Regions from separate parts of the Callithrix jacchus genome. Here region 1 is linked to region 2. The links are chromatin contacts, called in public Hi-C maps. All regions are on one chromosome and are shown on one strand. Each heading gives the region's core, a stretch centred on a gene start, on an enhancer-like site or on the middle of the called end of the contact. The rest is flanking DNA. Distances are from core to core; before and after follow the strand shown.

Region 1 (7,548 bases), core at 2,012-4,511, 440 kb before region 2:
CCAAGGCAAGCAATCAGTCAAGAGTTCCAGACCAGCCTGGCCAACACAGTGAAACCCCATCTCTGCTAAAAATACAAAAATTAGCTGGATGTGGTGGCAGACACCTGTAATCCCAGCTACTCAGGAGGCTGCGGCAGGAGAATTGCTTGAACTCAGATGGTAGAAGTTGCAGTGAGATGACATTGTGACACTGCACTCCAGCATGGGTGACAGAGTGAAATTTAGTCTCAAAAAAAAAAAAGAAAGGAAGAAAGAGAAAATGTTTAAATAAGTTATGGCATATCCATATTTTAGAATAATTTGCTACTAATAAATGGAATGAGGGAAATCTATATACTCTGACACAGAACACAGAACATTCATTGTCTCTGATATGCTAAGTGCAAAAGGAGCAAATTGCAAAATAGTATCTATCCTAGGAGTCCACTTAAAATTGTTTTTAATGTTAATATATTCATAGAAAAATATCTGAAGGAATAAGTGCCAAACATTACCAGTGGCTATTTCTGGGGGATGATGGATGTATTTCATAATGTTTACATTTTTATGAATATGGATTACTTTCGCAAACAGGAAAGAATTCAACGAAGTTGAATTATTTCTCCAAGGAAGGAAGGAAATCAAAAAGGATCCGGCTGGTAATGGGATTTATTCACCGTCTTTGGGTGAGAGGCTTCAGTGTAATTCCACGGTGAGTGGAGTCTGATTCTGGCACCCTGGGCAAGGGTGATCTGTAGTGAAAATGAGCAGAAATGACCCTGTCCACACCAGGGGATGCAGACACACAGCCTCTCTTCGCTCCCTTGCCCTGGTCTCCTGCTTAATGTTGTGGCTACTGCTGCTGCTCCTGAACCTTGGCTGATGCCTGAGAGCCAGTTTTCTTCCCATTTCCTTCTCTCACCCTGCAAGCTGCTATAGAGGGCACTTAAACATGGTGGTAAAGACTTTGGCCTTTAGAGGTAGGTAGCTCTGGGTTCAAACCTCGACTTCACCACTTTCCTGTGTGACGTTGGAACATTTACTGCTCTTTTTACGACCTCTGTTTCCTCATATGAAAAACATCATAATCTTAGAGAACCTGCCTCATAGGGTTTTTGGAGTGATTAAAAGAAATAAGTATAAAAAACCTGGGCACAGTGGCTCACACCTGTAATCCCAGCACTTTGGGAGGCTGAGATAGGCAAATCACAAATCACTTGGGGTCAGGAGTTTGAGACCAGCCTGGCCAACATAGTGAAACTCCATCTCTACTAAAAATACAACAATTAGTCAGGCATGCTTGCTTGAACCTAGAGATGAAGGTCACAGTGAGCTGAGATCATGGCACTGCACTCCAGCCTGGCCAACAAAGCAAGACTCTGTCTCAAAAAAAAAGTATAAAAAGTGCCTGGGAATAGTAAGTGCTTAATAAATGACACTTATTATTATTGTGGTTGTTGTTGTTGTCACTGAGTCCTATCAATTCTTTCTTGGTAGAATCTTTCCCATCTATCTTCCACCTGATAAACTCTATTCAGCTTCCCGGCCTGGCTCAAAATGCCATCACTGTGAAATCTCCTCTGGTCCATTTCCCGAACACCCAGCACTGACTGACGTTCCCATTGGAGGGACAGGACACTCCTGCACTGTGCTGGGTACCCGGCTGTACTACCCAAATTCTATTCTGATTTGCAGGTCTGTCTCCTCTCCTCTAGAGACCCCGAGCTCCTGCAAGGCAGCAGGCAGTTCAGATCTCTTCATCTTAGTGCAGACCCAGAGTGTGAGTGCAAGTACTCATTTTTTCCGATTGAATTAATCCCATCTCTGCTTCTAAGACCTTGGCCTGGTCGTTTCCAGTTCAAGAGGGAACTATGATAAAAACTGTCTAATTGGTCTCCCCAGTTCAGGATAACATGTGAATCATGTAAGTCCCTGCTCAAAACCTCTCAAGGACAGGGCAGAATTTTCCAAAAAATCCCAGAAGTGGAGCCAGAGCTGGGTTTAGATCTAGTTTTGCCGCAGACTGATATGATCTTAAGCACCTGGCTTTACCGATCTAAGCCTTAGCCTGGCTATCTGTGAAACCAAGGCCCTGTCACAGAGCGCTAGAGGGGACTCAATGAGAAGTGCATGTGAAAATGCGTCAACATTACCTAAATGTTAGCTATTATTTTTGAGAGGTAGTGTACGTTGGGAAGGAAGGAGAGAGTAGCTGAAAGTTTGTCCTGGATGTCAAACCACCATTGAATTACCGGTAATCTCCAGCAAGTTTCTCTAGATACAGACAAAAAAAGAGAGCTCTAAGATTTTTTCCACTCCTAGGGTCCTGTTTCCTCCAGAAACTGCATGAAGCACCCTTTGTGAGACCAATCCCCAAGGCCAGGGGGTGAAAACTCTTATCCACCCTTGAAATTAAATGCAACTATCAGAGAACGTCTGTGTAGTCCTTTACCACACACTCCCATATCCACGCTTGGATTTGAAAAGGGCTTTAACATGAAGAAGTCCGGGTCAGATCTTGACGGTGCTATCTCCACATGGTGGGATTGTGCATCATTTTAATTTTGTGTTTTTCTAATTATTCAAAATCTGCAAATTTGGAACTAGAGAGATGATGGTCGCACAATATTGTGAAGGTCCTAAATGCTACTATACCGCCCATTTCAGAACGTTAGTTCTATATTATGTGAGTGTCGCCTCATTTAAAAACCTTTAATAGGCTCAAGATTTTTTTTTTTTTTTTTTTTTTTTTTTTTTGAGAAGGAGTTTCGCTCTTGTTACCCAGGCTGGAGTGCAATGGCGCGATCTTGGCTCACTGCAACCTCCGCCTCCTGGGTTCAGGCAATTCTCCTGCCTCAGCCTCCTGAGTAGCTGGGATTACAGGCACGCGCCACCATGCCCAGCTAATTTTTTGTATTTTTAGTAGAGACGGGGTTTCACCTCGTTGACCAGGATGGTCTCGATCTCTTGACCTCGTGATCCACCCGCCTCGGCCTCCCAAAGTTCTGGGAACGCTCTTGGTTTTATAGTCATTCCTTAAACTGTGATTTGAAGAGAGTACAGAGATCAAGGCTCAGGGGCCGCGGGGTCGGGTGACGCTCGGCTCCGCGCATTTGTCCAAGTCGCAACGAAGGCCGCCAACCTGCAGTACACTCCTCCGACCACGAGGGGTCAATGCAAAGATCTCGCGTTCCCTACACTAAGGCAAACACCGCCTCTTACGTCTTGGAAGCGCGTGTGCGTGGGGCGTAGCTAAGGACGGAAGCTCGGCCGGCACGATCGCCACCCACCCGAGCCTAACCGGGCTGCGCCTTTTGGGCGCTGCTCCTCGTGGCCCAGCGCCCCAGTCCTTGCCTGCCCTTGCAGTCCCACCCCACGCTCAGCCTTGTGTTCCTCGAGCCGGTCTCCGACTTCCATTTCCCACCCTAAACCGCCTGCCTGGGTCTGTTCCCGCTCGGTTGTCCTCGCCCTGCTCTGCCGAGGGTCCCCTATCAGCCTCGACCCCATGGCGCTGCAGGCGCTGCAGAGCTCTGGGGTGACCTTTCGCAGGATCCTGTCTCACTTCCCCGAGGAGCTGAGTCTAGCTTTCGCCTACGGCTCTGGGGTGTACCGCCAGGCAGGGCCCAATTCAGACCAGAAGGTGAGCCCAATCCCGCAGCCCGGCCCCTCCCCGGACAGCCCCCGTCAGCCCGTCAGCCCCACAACGGGGAACTGCCTGTTCTCAAAAGTCCCATTTTGCCCTCGATTCGTTCAGAGCTGGAGAGCTGCCTGTCCGCTCTGCACACTCCACGTGTCAACTAGCAGAGTGAACCATAGGCTTGCGTTCTTAATAACGACAGCGCGAGTTGAAGCGACAGTGTTGAGGGATGCTTAGGAATCCACGTGAGTCTAGAGCAAGAGAAACAGGCAGGGGGGAAAGCCGCTGTAGGGGCAAGTGGAAGAAAAGAAAAAATCGTTATCACGTTCTAGTTCAGTGTTTTCAGTCGGTTGGACATCGGAATTTTCTGGGGAGCTTTTCAGAAAATCCTAATGCTCGGGTTCCGCCAATGGAGATTCTGATTTAATTGGTTTGGAATGAGGCCTGGGCTTCAGGAATTTAAGAAACGTCCCAAGTGATTCTGATGGGCAGCCAAGTTTGTTGAGAGTCACCTCTATATCTATGGGAGAAAATATAAAATGATTTGACTTCAGGAAGTTGCGGACTGGTTGTAGGGCCAGGGCAAGTACAGTGAAAGTAACAGCAAAAGTTAGTGCGTGACCAGTATATTTACCCTCGCTCAGAACATTTAACAAGGGTCTGTTTGAGACTAGGCATTGTTACTCTTCACAGTTAGGTCAGTGCAGCCTCAGTAAGGGTGCAGTTTTCCTTGTTATTTGCAGAATTCAGTGTGCAGGTTTTAATTGGGCCCCCTGCATCTGCATACCTGGCTGTAGTCTGTCTTGTGATTAACATTCTGCCTGTTCACTTTCTGGTGAGGCCATCTATGCTGTTGCTTGGATTTCCTCCGTTTCCCACTTACACTACTATTTAATATTTTTCTTTAAGTTGGCAGCATATGAGAAATTATAGGTTATTATAGGCTACTTTTTTTTCGAATATACCTTAACATAATTACACATTTTTTAAAAAACATGTTTATCCTATACTCTCCTTGCCACCAAATCTTAAGTGTCCCCAGTGGTCTGTGAGTCACCTGGTGGGAAACACAGAGCAGGTCTTAGCCTCCTGATGTCTACCTCTTCATTCTTCCATGGAAGTTTTCCTTTGAGTAGACCTGGAATTCCCTGCAAGAGAAGGTCCTTCCTTCCCTTTCCCTCACTTTTGATTCCCTGCATTCAAGTAAACAGTCTTGTAGATTCCAACACCTAAACCTCTCTCACATCAATCCCCACCCTTAGTGCCTTAGCTAATATAACTTCATTTCTCACCTGGAATCTTGCCATGGCTTCAGATCTAGTTTTCCTCACCCCCTTAGTCTCTTCTTTCTCCAGTCAGCTCTTCTGCAGGAAAATTTTTTAGCATGGCAAACAGCCTCCCTTTCTGATCTCATCTCCCATGGCATAAATGTGATCTATTTCAGTCTTATCAAACTGCAGCTTCCAGAACATGCTGGCTCCCATATCCACAGAGCGCTTTCCTCCAACACGACTCCCTACCCTTCTTTCCCTGTGCCTCCCCCAGTGCTTCCAGCAAGCCTATTTAGCCCACATGTCCTTCAAGACAGATATGTTGTCTCTAGGAGAATGTCTCCCTCCTGTGCTCCTGATTTGATCCCCATTCTGAGTGCAGTTAGTACATTTTACATTCCTCTATCAAGTCAATTTAGTGATAATTTGTTTATTCTCTCCAGTAGACTCCAAGCTCTTTCCTTTTACCTAGGGCCTGTCAGAGCTCATTATAAGTATCCAATGAGTGATTGGTGAATCGGTAAGAGATAAAATGACCTCCTTCCTTTTGTATAATATTTCAGAGTTTATCCAAATGGTGTTAATTTGATCTGGAAAAAAAGGGGAGTGCATTTAGCTATATTTGTGAACGGCAGTATAGTGCAGTGGTTCAGCACACACAATTTAGAGCCAGACTACTCAGGTCTGCCACTCACAAGCTGTGTGTCCTTGGGGAAAGAGCATCCCATGTACCTTGGTTTCCTATTAAATTGAAATAGTAAGGCCAGACGCGGTGGCTCATGCTGGTAATCCCAGCACTTTTGGAGGCTGAGATGGGCAGGTCATGAGGTTAGGAGGTCAAGACCAGCCTGACCAATATGGTGACACCCTGTCTCTACTAAAAATACAAAAATTAGCCAGGCATGGTGGCGTGCACCTGTAATCCCAGCTACTCAGGAGGCTGAGGCAGAAGAATCACTTTAATCCAGGAGGTAGAAGTAGCAGTAAACTCAGATTGTGCCATTGCATTCCAGCATGGGCGACAGAACAGAACTCTGTCTCAAAAAAATGGAGATAATAGCAGTAGCTACCTTGTAGGGTTTTGTTGAGGATAAAATGAGTTCCTACATATATTATCCATAAAGTGTTTAAAGAATGCTGGCCCAGCAATGCATGTTAAAGAAGTGTTTATTATTATTGCATTGATGAAAACAAAGCTCAGGTTGGTTCCAGAGACTCGCTTACTTTTCTGATGACAGCACCAGGCCCTTGGACTATTGATCATAATTGCATAGTATGTTAGAGCTTTCCATGCTGTCTGGCTGTCTTTCTAGGAATTAATACTGAAATTGTTCTCTTTTGTTCACTCCACAGAATGCTATGCTGGACTTTGTGTTCACAGTAGATGACCCTTTTGCATGGCATTCAAAGAACCTGAAGAAAAATTGGAACCACTATTCTTTCCTAAAAGTTTTAGGACCCAAGATGATCACATCCATCCAGAATAACTATGGCGCTGGAGTGTACTACAATTCATTGATCACGTGTGATGGTAGGGTAAGTGACTGCTGGCCTTTGTCTTAACTTAGCTGGTTATTAACCTGGAGTATTAGAATACCAGCTAAATATGTATGCTATTATAGTCAGGAAACATTCACACTCCTGCTGGACATTGTTATAGCCAGGAAATATGTATGTTCTTATGGTATGTATGTTCTTATAGTCAGGAAACATTCACATTCCTGCTAGATGTTTTGAATTTAGGGACAGAGCAGTGACTGGAGTCCTTCCTCATCTCCCATTAACTGTGATTACAGTGTGAGGAGGTGGTTGGGTGTGATGGACTTTATTTTTTTGAGACGGGGCTTCATTCTTCTCACCCAGGCTGGAGTGCAGTGGTGTGATTTCTGCTCACTGCAACCTCTGCCTCGTGGGTTCAAGTAATTCTCCTGCCTCAGCCTCCTAGTTAGCTAGGATTACAGGGGTGTGCCACCATGCCCACCTAATTTTTGTGTTTTCAGTAGAGACAGGGTTTCACTATGTTGGTCAGGCTGGTCTCGAACTTCTGACCTCAGATGACCAGCCCGCCTCGGCCTCCCAAAGTGCTGGGATTATAGGTGTGAGCCACTGAGCCTGGCCAGACTAACTTCATTGTTTTTGTCTTTGGCCAGGTGGTTCTCAAGTATAGTGTGCATCAGAATCCCCTAGGGTGTGTGTCTGTTGGACACAGAGATTGCTGGGCCCCACCCCCAGAGTTCTGATCACTAGGTCTGGGGTGGGGCTTGAAGATTTGCATCTCTTCACAAGCTTCCCAACAGTGCTGAATCTGCTGGTCTAGAACTACTAGTCTGGTCAGTGGGAGGAATAGGCAGACCAATTTAGGGTTAGGTTGGAGATTGATTTTTATCTAGAAGGAGGGGCAGACACCCCCAGGAAGAAGTTGGAAATGAAGAGGATATCACAGGTGATTGGAAGCATGTGGTGCCAGGTGATAGACAGGAACCTCCTGGTGCCAGCAGATGGGTAGAATTTGACAGTGGGGTGTTGGAGAGCAGGTAAGTTGCATGGATTCCTGCTGGTGGGTCATTTGACAGCAGAAACTTTGCTGAACTCTTTCAGCTGAAGCATCTCAGTCTCTAAGAGAGCTGTCATGAGCTCAGCAGAACCCCAGCCTGCCAGGAC
Region 2 (7,450 bases), core at 4,185-6,684:
CTGAAGAAAAGAAATGGAGGCAAGCAGAGCGGGGGAGCACCTTGCTTGTGGTCACTTGGCAGGCCAGAGAGACCTTGGAAATCCCCTGACTCCCTGCCCTCCACACCACCCTGTTGCAGCTACCGGATTCCTTAGGCTAGGAAACCCCCTAAAAGCTCGGTGCTAGGTGAGCAAGAGTTTTACACGGAATTGTAAAATTCAAAACAGGAGCTTCAAGTATTAGACAGCGTCTACCAGATTCCAGCTCTAAGGATGGCACTCAAAAAGACAAGAGGCAGATTTGTAGGAAACTGGGTATCCCAGGCTCAGCCACAACTGCTGTACTGAACAACTTCAAAACGGTGCCATGTTTTGTTGTCTCTGGCTATTATACATGCAATCCCCCATTGCCTGGAATTCCTCCTGTTCTCTCCCCCAGGTGTTTCTAGAAACTCCTATTTGACCTTTAACATCAACTTAGAAGCCATCCTCTGCAAGACCTTCCCCATTTACAAAATTAATTGGCATTGGGATGCTGTAACAAGAGCACAGACCTTGCTGTAGGGCATCTCACAACAGAACAGATCATTATTGGCTTGTAAGTCTGTCTCACCCTCTAGACAGTGTTCCTTGAGGACAGTGGCTATTTTAATCATCTTTTTATCTCTGGCACACAGCAGGGACTCAAATGTCAGTTGAATTAAATGAACGTCTGCCAATAGACACACGGTAAAAGTTTAACCCTTCCTTCCAAATCTATGATTTGCCCATTTCTAGGTGGTGCATTTGCACAACCCTTAGGTGACAAGCTGCTAGGGGACAGAGGTTTCTTTTAAAGTTTAAGTAGCTGTTTACTTTTGGTATTTCATGCTTCTCTTTTTTTGGTGGGGGGTTGGGGGCACAGGCATGACAGGGTCTTGCTCTGTCACCCAGGCTAGAGTGCTGTGGCATCATGGCTCACTGCAGTCTCAACCTCCTGGGTTCAATGGATCCTCTCACCTCAACCCCCCAAGTAGCTGGGACTATAGCCATGTGCCACCATGCCTGACCAATTTGTGTATTATTTGTAGCAGGATTTCGCCATGTTTCCCAGGCTGGTCTCGAACTCTTAGCCTCAGGCAATCTGCCCACCTCAGCTCCCTAAAGTGCTGGGATTGCAGGCATGAGCCACCATGCCTGGATTTTCATTCTTCTTGACAAGAAAATATGATAGAAGAAAGATAGGATTATATAATATCAAAAAATAAATAGGCAGGCTGACTATGACAAAGGCCAAAAGAAAGTACAATTCACCATCTGATATCACCAGCTGGCATTTATTATTCCTACCCAACCCTCACCCTATCACTCCTCAGGACTATGCCCAGATACACACAAAAAACTGATAGCAAGTCACTCTGAGGAGTTTAATCATAACCCATCAACAGAAAAGCCTACTGCATAGTCAATGCTGCAATGAGTATATTAGGGTTGCTAATCACTAATTAAAATCTCAAGATCAGGTTTCTGGGCACATCTTGCTACATCTGCACAGGTCCCAGATGGTATGCAAACCAAGTTTGGAGCCTGATTCTTCGTAACAGGCTGTTCCTGCACTATCACAAAGGTTGTGAGTAACAGAATTGTGCAACAGCAGCAAGAATACTCTGCATAGTCTCCTCTTGCACAGACCTGCTCCTGACTCTGTAGGTCTGAAAAAAGGTTTTGGTCAACTTCTGGGTCCTAGAAACAAGGCTATTAATCCATACAACACCTGAAGGTGCCTAGCTTTACTCCTTATAGCGAAGGAATAGCCATGATACTCAACATACTTCCCCCTCACCAAGAATTGCCTGGGAAAGGGTACCTGGGAACTTTCTGCAGTGATGGTAAAATTCTAATATCTTGATGGGAGAAGTGTGAATTACATGGGTGTATACATTTGTTAAAACTTAAGAGTTGTTTTAAGATTCATGCATTTCACCATATGTAAATTTTACCTAGTAAAAAAGAACTGTGCACAAATAGGCACCGTAGGTTCTAGGTTTATTTTCTGTAGTAGCATGGGCTAGCAACTTTTAAACTACTTTCTGTGTATTTTAGACTTCAGCAAGTGAGTAGATATATCTAGGACAGGGCTGAGTGTGGTGACTCACTCCTGTAATCCCAGCACTTGCAGAGGCTGAGGTGAGTGGATCACGAGGTCAGCAGTTCAAGACCAGCCTGGCAGACAGTGAAACCCTAAAAAATTAGCCAGGTGTGGTGGTGAGCGCCTGTAATCCCAGCTCCTTGGGAGGCTGAGGCAGGAAAATAGCTTGAACCTGGGAGGCAGAGGTTGCAGTAAGCCGAGATCACAGGTTTCTCACTGTTGGAAAAAGCAATTACAGATATGGAAAGGGAATGAGTAGCATCACCAAAAGGGATATAATATATTACATAACTCCTGATGTGAGGAGACAACATCACTTCTTTGGTATTCCCACCAAAAATTCATAACCTCAATCGAATCAGAAGGAAATGTCAGACAAATCCACATTGCAGGAAATTCTACAAAAATAACTGGCAAAATATCAAAACATCGAAGTTAAGAAAGACAAAGAAAGATGAAGTAACTTTTCCAGATTGAAGGAAGCCAGAGAGACATGACAACTAAATGCAATGTTTGATCCTCAGTTGGACCCTGGTCTGGGAGGAAACACCTACAATGAACATTAACGGGCACAAATAACACTGAATATGCAGCCTGGTGATTAGAAAACAGTATTATGCAAACATTAAACTGCCTGAATTTGATAAGGGTATTTTGTTTAGGTAAGAGAATGTCTTTGTTCCTTGGGGTTTACATTGAAGCATTCAAGAGTTGTAAAGGATCACAATGTCTCCAACGTACTCTCAAAATTTCAAGAAAAAATCAGGGAGGGGAAGGGGAGAAGGAGGGATTGGAGGAGGAGAACACATACACATAGAGCAAAACATTAACAATGGGTGAATGTGGTTAAAGTGTATACAGGAGATCCACTTAAAATTATATCAAGTCATCCAAAAATACTCTACTGCCAAAAAATAATTATGTGAAAGGCTAACAATAACAAAGTAACAATGAACTATGAGAAATTCTTTCAGGAATATTGATATTAAAATTCAGGAATATTGATTTTAAAATTACACTTTTCCTCTGGTAGTAATGCCATAATACTCTAGTTAGCTTGGAAGTCCTTGAAGTAAAAAGCAACTCATATAAACTTCAAACAAGGTCTTTTGAAATTTCACTGATAAATACCACCTGTTTAGAAAGTTCTACAAGACAATCAGTAGAAATTGGAATGAAATTGACTCCTCACCACCCACCTCTCCCCCTAATTCTTCAATATTTTTCCTCTAAGATGGAACAATTGACCCCGTCATGTGCCAACCTAAGATCATGTAGGGTAAGAAATGATTTGTGAGTAAATGTTCCGACTTTCCTGCCTTAGAAGCAAAGCACTGTATTCTTCCCCACCTCAGGCTACATCAAAAGCGCTCTCTCTATGTATATATGTGTGTGTGCGGACACATATATACACAGAGAACGAGATGTAAGAGCAATATATATATATATATATTGCTTTGTTTTGTTTTTAATGAGTAAGGTTATGAACAAGCGCTTTATGACTCAGCAGAACTTATTACTTCCCCAATCTGTCTCTGGAGAGTGGGGCGCGGGGCGGCGGGGGGGCGGGGGGGGGGGAGGAAAACATACTGAAAACTACCAAAGGAAAAATTTACTTCATGAATGCCAAAGGAGAAATTTTAAAAAGTAATTTTTAGCCCCAAAGAATCTTTTAAAACAATAATTATGACATGACTCAGTATAAAACGTATTATGCTAAGTATCTATGAAGAAAAAATTCACATACACAAAGATGAAAATGTACTGGATTTGTCATTTCAAACTTATTAACATTGGATTTGCAGATAATAGAGAACGACAATCTCCTAAGCGAATAAAGAAGGTAGACAAGTAAGTAAATGCTGCATTTCTACTGTAAGGAAATACATGCACCAATGAAGCAACCTTTCCAGCACAGAAGAAATTTAATACCCAGACCACATGAAAAGTGATCGCTATGGGAATAGCACAGCTGTTAAAATCCAAGTCAGTTTGTATTAAATCGTCCAGCATGTTTATGTAAATCAGGACCCTCAGAATGACCACCAGGAGGAAATAATTTTCCTAACAAAAAAGTGATACCTATATTTAATTTAAAGCTTATGATAAGTGTGAAAGAAAAATGCCAAGCTATTCTTTTAAAGTATATAAGAAACACCCAGTTAGTTGGTATGCTTGTGATTCTTTTATAAACAGTATCTCAAAGGCTAATTTAATTAGAAATACAACAAGAAAGAATGAGTGTTTGCACTTCACTTAGAGAACCCAATTATCTTTATTTCATTGACTAGCAGATCAATATAAAGCCATAGAAAACCTGGCACCTGTCCCAAATGATTTCAGTATGAAAATTAATACTGCCAAGTTATTTTGAGACCAGTTAGCTCAACCATTCAAAGGGGGAAAAGAACTGCTCCACTAAAGATGTGGTATAATCCTTAAACCTGCATTTCTGAAGATGGAGGTGCACACAGACATCCTTGAGGCCCTGGCTTCAGCACATACACCTTAAAGGAAAACTACAGAAAGAATGAGTTCATGGGTAACTAAAGACAAAGGGTAAGCTTGAAATCTCAACATAGGCACTTGGGATGCATAATGATAAAATGGGCATAGTTTACTTTGGAGGCAAAAAGAAAATAATTAGTTTAAATTTCTGAGCATCTAAATGTAACCAAATTTATCAACATTGCTTGTCAATTTTACATTCACTTTTCAAAGAAACTGGTCAGGATCATGCTTCCCATAAAATATAACCCAAGTACAGTTTTCAAAGAAAGCTTGTCAACTCAGAATAGAGAAAAACGTCCCTAGAATTCTATTTCTTCCACAGTAGCAGACAGATGAAGGCTACACAGAAAAACAGTCCCAAATTATATCTGAGAAGCCAGAGTTGGGGATTGGTGACTACCAACATTATTTTGTATAGCACTTCAACATGAAAATCTTTACTTATCAGCAATCACGAGCCTTAAGAGCCCAGGTCAAGTCACTGGGCATTAGAAGGCTGAAAGGGACACCTGAAAGGAAATCAGCTATCACATACAGTGTACATGTAAAATTCACTCAGACAGCATCTGAAAACCTATTAAAACATAGGATGCCATCACTATAGTTTTGAGATATATCAGCCGTTTCCCATTACGATGGCTAACATACCAGGTCTATTTTTAGAGCTTCTGGAAAGATCAAAGCTAAAGGGGCCCCTTTAGTGGCTTCCCATCCAGGCCCCTAATCTCTGTTTTCTTTTTCTTTGTAATTATGTGGATCTGTGGAAGACTCAGCCAAGGCTGCCTCACCCTGAGAGTACGCTTTAAAAAAATTGCTCTGTGAGGATCCCCGCTAGGAGCGAACCCTCTGGGGAGCAACAAAGAACAGTAAAGTTCAAATTCAAGACAAAATTAGCATGACACAAAGTACTGATACAGAGTTAAAATATTCAACTCGGTCTCCCTACACTATACATTTTCTCAGGCTGGTTTTAAACCACTGTGAGAATAAATACAGATCCATGAAAACAAAGTCCTTTCTGAGTGTTTAGACCCCACCCTTCCCCCACAAAAAGCCCTTAGTTGGTTTCAATGGCTGTAGCTGGTGAGGCTGTGGTCAAATGCTGATTTGCTCACTTTTAAAAACAAGTCCCTCCAATGCAAAATGACTTACTTTGGAAGAACAAGCTGTACATTTGTCAAATGCCAGGCTGACGGGAAGGACATTATCAAACCGTGAAAGAAATCCCCGGATCTAAAAACAAAACAAAACAAAACAATTCACATCAAACACACAATGACCCATCTATAAAATGCATGTCTGGTTTCCGACAAGAAGAAGGAAATGATTAATATGGCAGTCCAGATTGAGATTATGAGCAAAAATAAGTTCGAAATGAGTATTTTCCCTTGTAATGTAATCTGTTTGCAGAAGAGTTATATTAGGTCCTTTATTCCATTAGGAGCCAGGGCTTACAAGCTTTTCAAATATTTCTGGCCTAAAAACAAACTGACTCTAAAATATAAAAAGCAAGCTGTAATATCTAAAGTATTGTTTTAACAAATGTCTTCCAAAATGTAACAGGTCCACTGGTATACTCAACTCTTAGCTCCCATATGTGTTCTAGTGAATATGGGATAAATACACATTTCTACGAAATGATTTTGGGTGGGGTCTCACAAGGGAAGATGACGTGAGGACTGTGGAAGGCAGAAATGGCCCTAAATATATATATATATACAGTTATTTGCTTGATTTGGAATAGAGATAAAATGTAAAACCTCATCAGATTTATGGGAAAACAGCACCACCTTGAGCATGAATTTCTGGACTACAACTTGAGTTACATTTCCAGAGTATCAGCTATAATCAGGTTTCACAAACTATGACTGCAGTCATCTATTCAGAACATCATGGTTCTACAGACTATACTTACACCAAAGAGAAGTTTTAAGCTGTTCTCTATCATAAAAATATGAATGACAAAATGTCTAAATTCTCCATAGGATTTAACATTTATAATAAACCAGACAACACAAATCTTCTCATGAGTTAATTTATTTGACCTTTCCAACTCCCCATTTTATGTTGAAAAACCTCAGTCTCAGAGTGGGGGCTTGGCTCAGGTAAACAGTAAGTAATGGAGCTAAGATTCAAAAATGGACCTCGTGATGCAAACTTGGCCCATGCCTAAGCTTCTCTCTCTGCTTCCCTTCCTTTCATAATGTCACAGCATTTGTCTTCAACACTACCTTTCCTCACAACTTTAACAGCCTTACTTGAATAAACAGAAGACCCAACCTACCCACCCTTTAGCTATCCTATTAACACCATACCCACTCCCTCAAACCCCGCAAGCTGGAAGGAAATGCCTAGAGCAATTTTTTTTTTTGAGACAGAGTCTCACTCTATTGCCCGGGCTTGGGTGCAGTGCCATGGTCTAGGCTCACTGTAACCTCCGCCTCCCAGCTTCAAGCGATTCTCCTGCCTCTTCTCTATTTTTAGTAGAGACAGGGTTTTGCCATATTGTCCAGGCTGGTCTTGAACTCCTGACCTCAGGTGATCCGCCCGCCTCGGCCTCCCAAAGTGTTGGGAGTACAGACGTGAGCCACCGCGCATGGCCTAATATTACACATTTATTCTTATTTCCTATAAATGATATCACCCATGACTGGCTTCACTCAGCATAATATTTTCATCCATATTGTATCATATGTGAGTATTTCATTCCTCTTTACTGCCAAATAATATTCAATTGTGTGGCTATACCACATGTATTTAGCCATTCATCAGCAAATGGGCATTTATCTTGGGAACATACCTAGGAGAATTATTGGGTCATATGATTAACTG

The links. Hi-C and Micro-C count contacts between places; a contact is called where the count stands out from the background.
Region 1: a contact with region 2 is called in a Hi-C map of induced pluripotent stem cells, with 2.3 times the contacts expected there. The contact joins the promoter of TAMM41 here to the enhancer-like site in region 2. A contact is called at or near these places in 2 of 3 Hi-C or Micro-C datasets (induced pluripotent stem cells and skeletal muscle).

What each region holds. Positions count from the first base shown.
Region 1 is chr15:69,043,507-69,051,054 of calJac240_pri, reverse strand. It overlaps TAMM41 (TAM41 mitochondrial translocator assembly and maintenance homolog), which reads left to right and starts at 3,261. Exons shown (of 9, transcript XR_013527510.1): 1 at 3,261-3,619; 2 at 6,241-6,423.
Region 2 is chr15:68,608,610-68,616,059 of calJac240_pri, reverse strand. It overlaps ATG7 (autophagy related 7), which reads right to left. Exons shown (of 17, transcript XM_078351659.1): 15 at 5,771-5,851. Among named protein-coding and RNA genes, the nearest start is that of ATG7, 110 kb to the right of the region's middle. Within about 2 kb of position 5,434, at least 4 of the 16 cell types and tissues checked have an H3K27ac peak or open chromatin away from gene starts, as enhancers often do. A contact at or near this core is called in skeletal muscle, where this site is marked.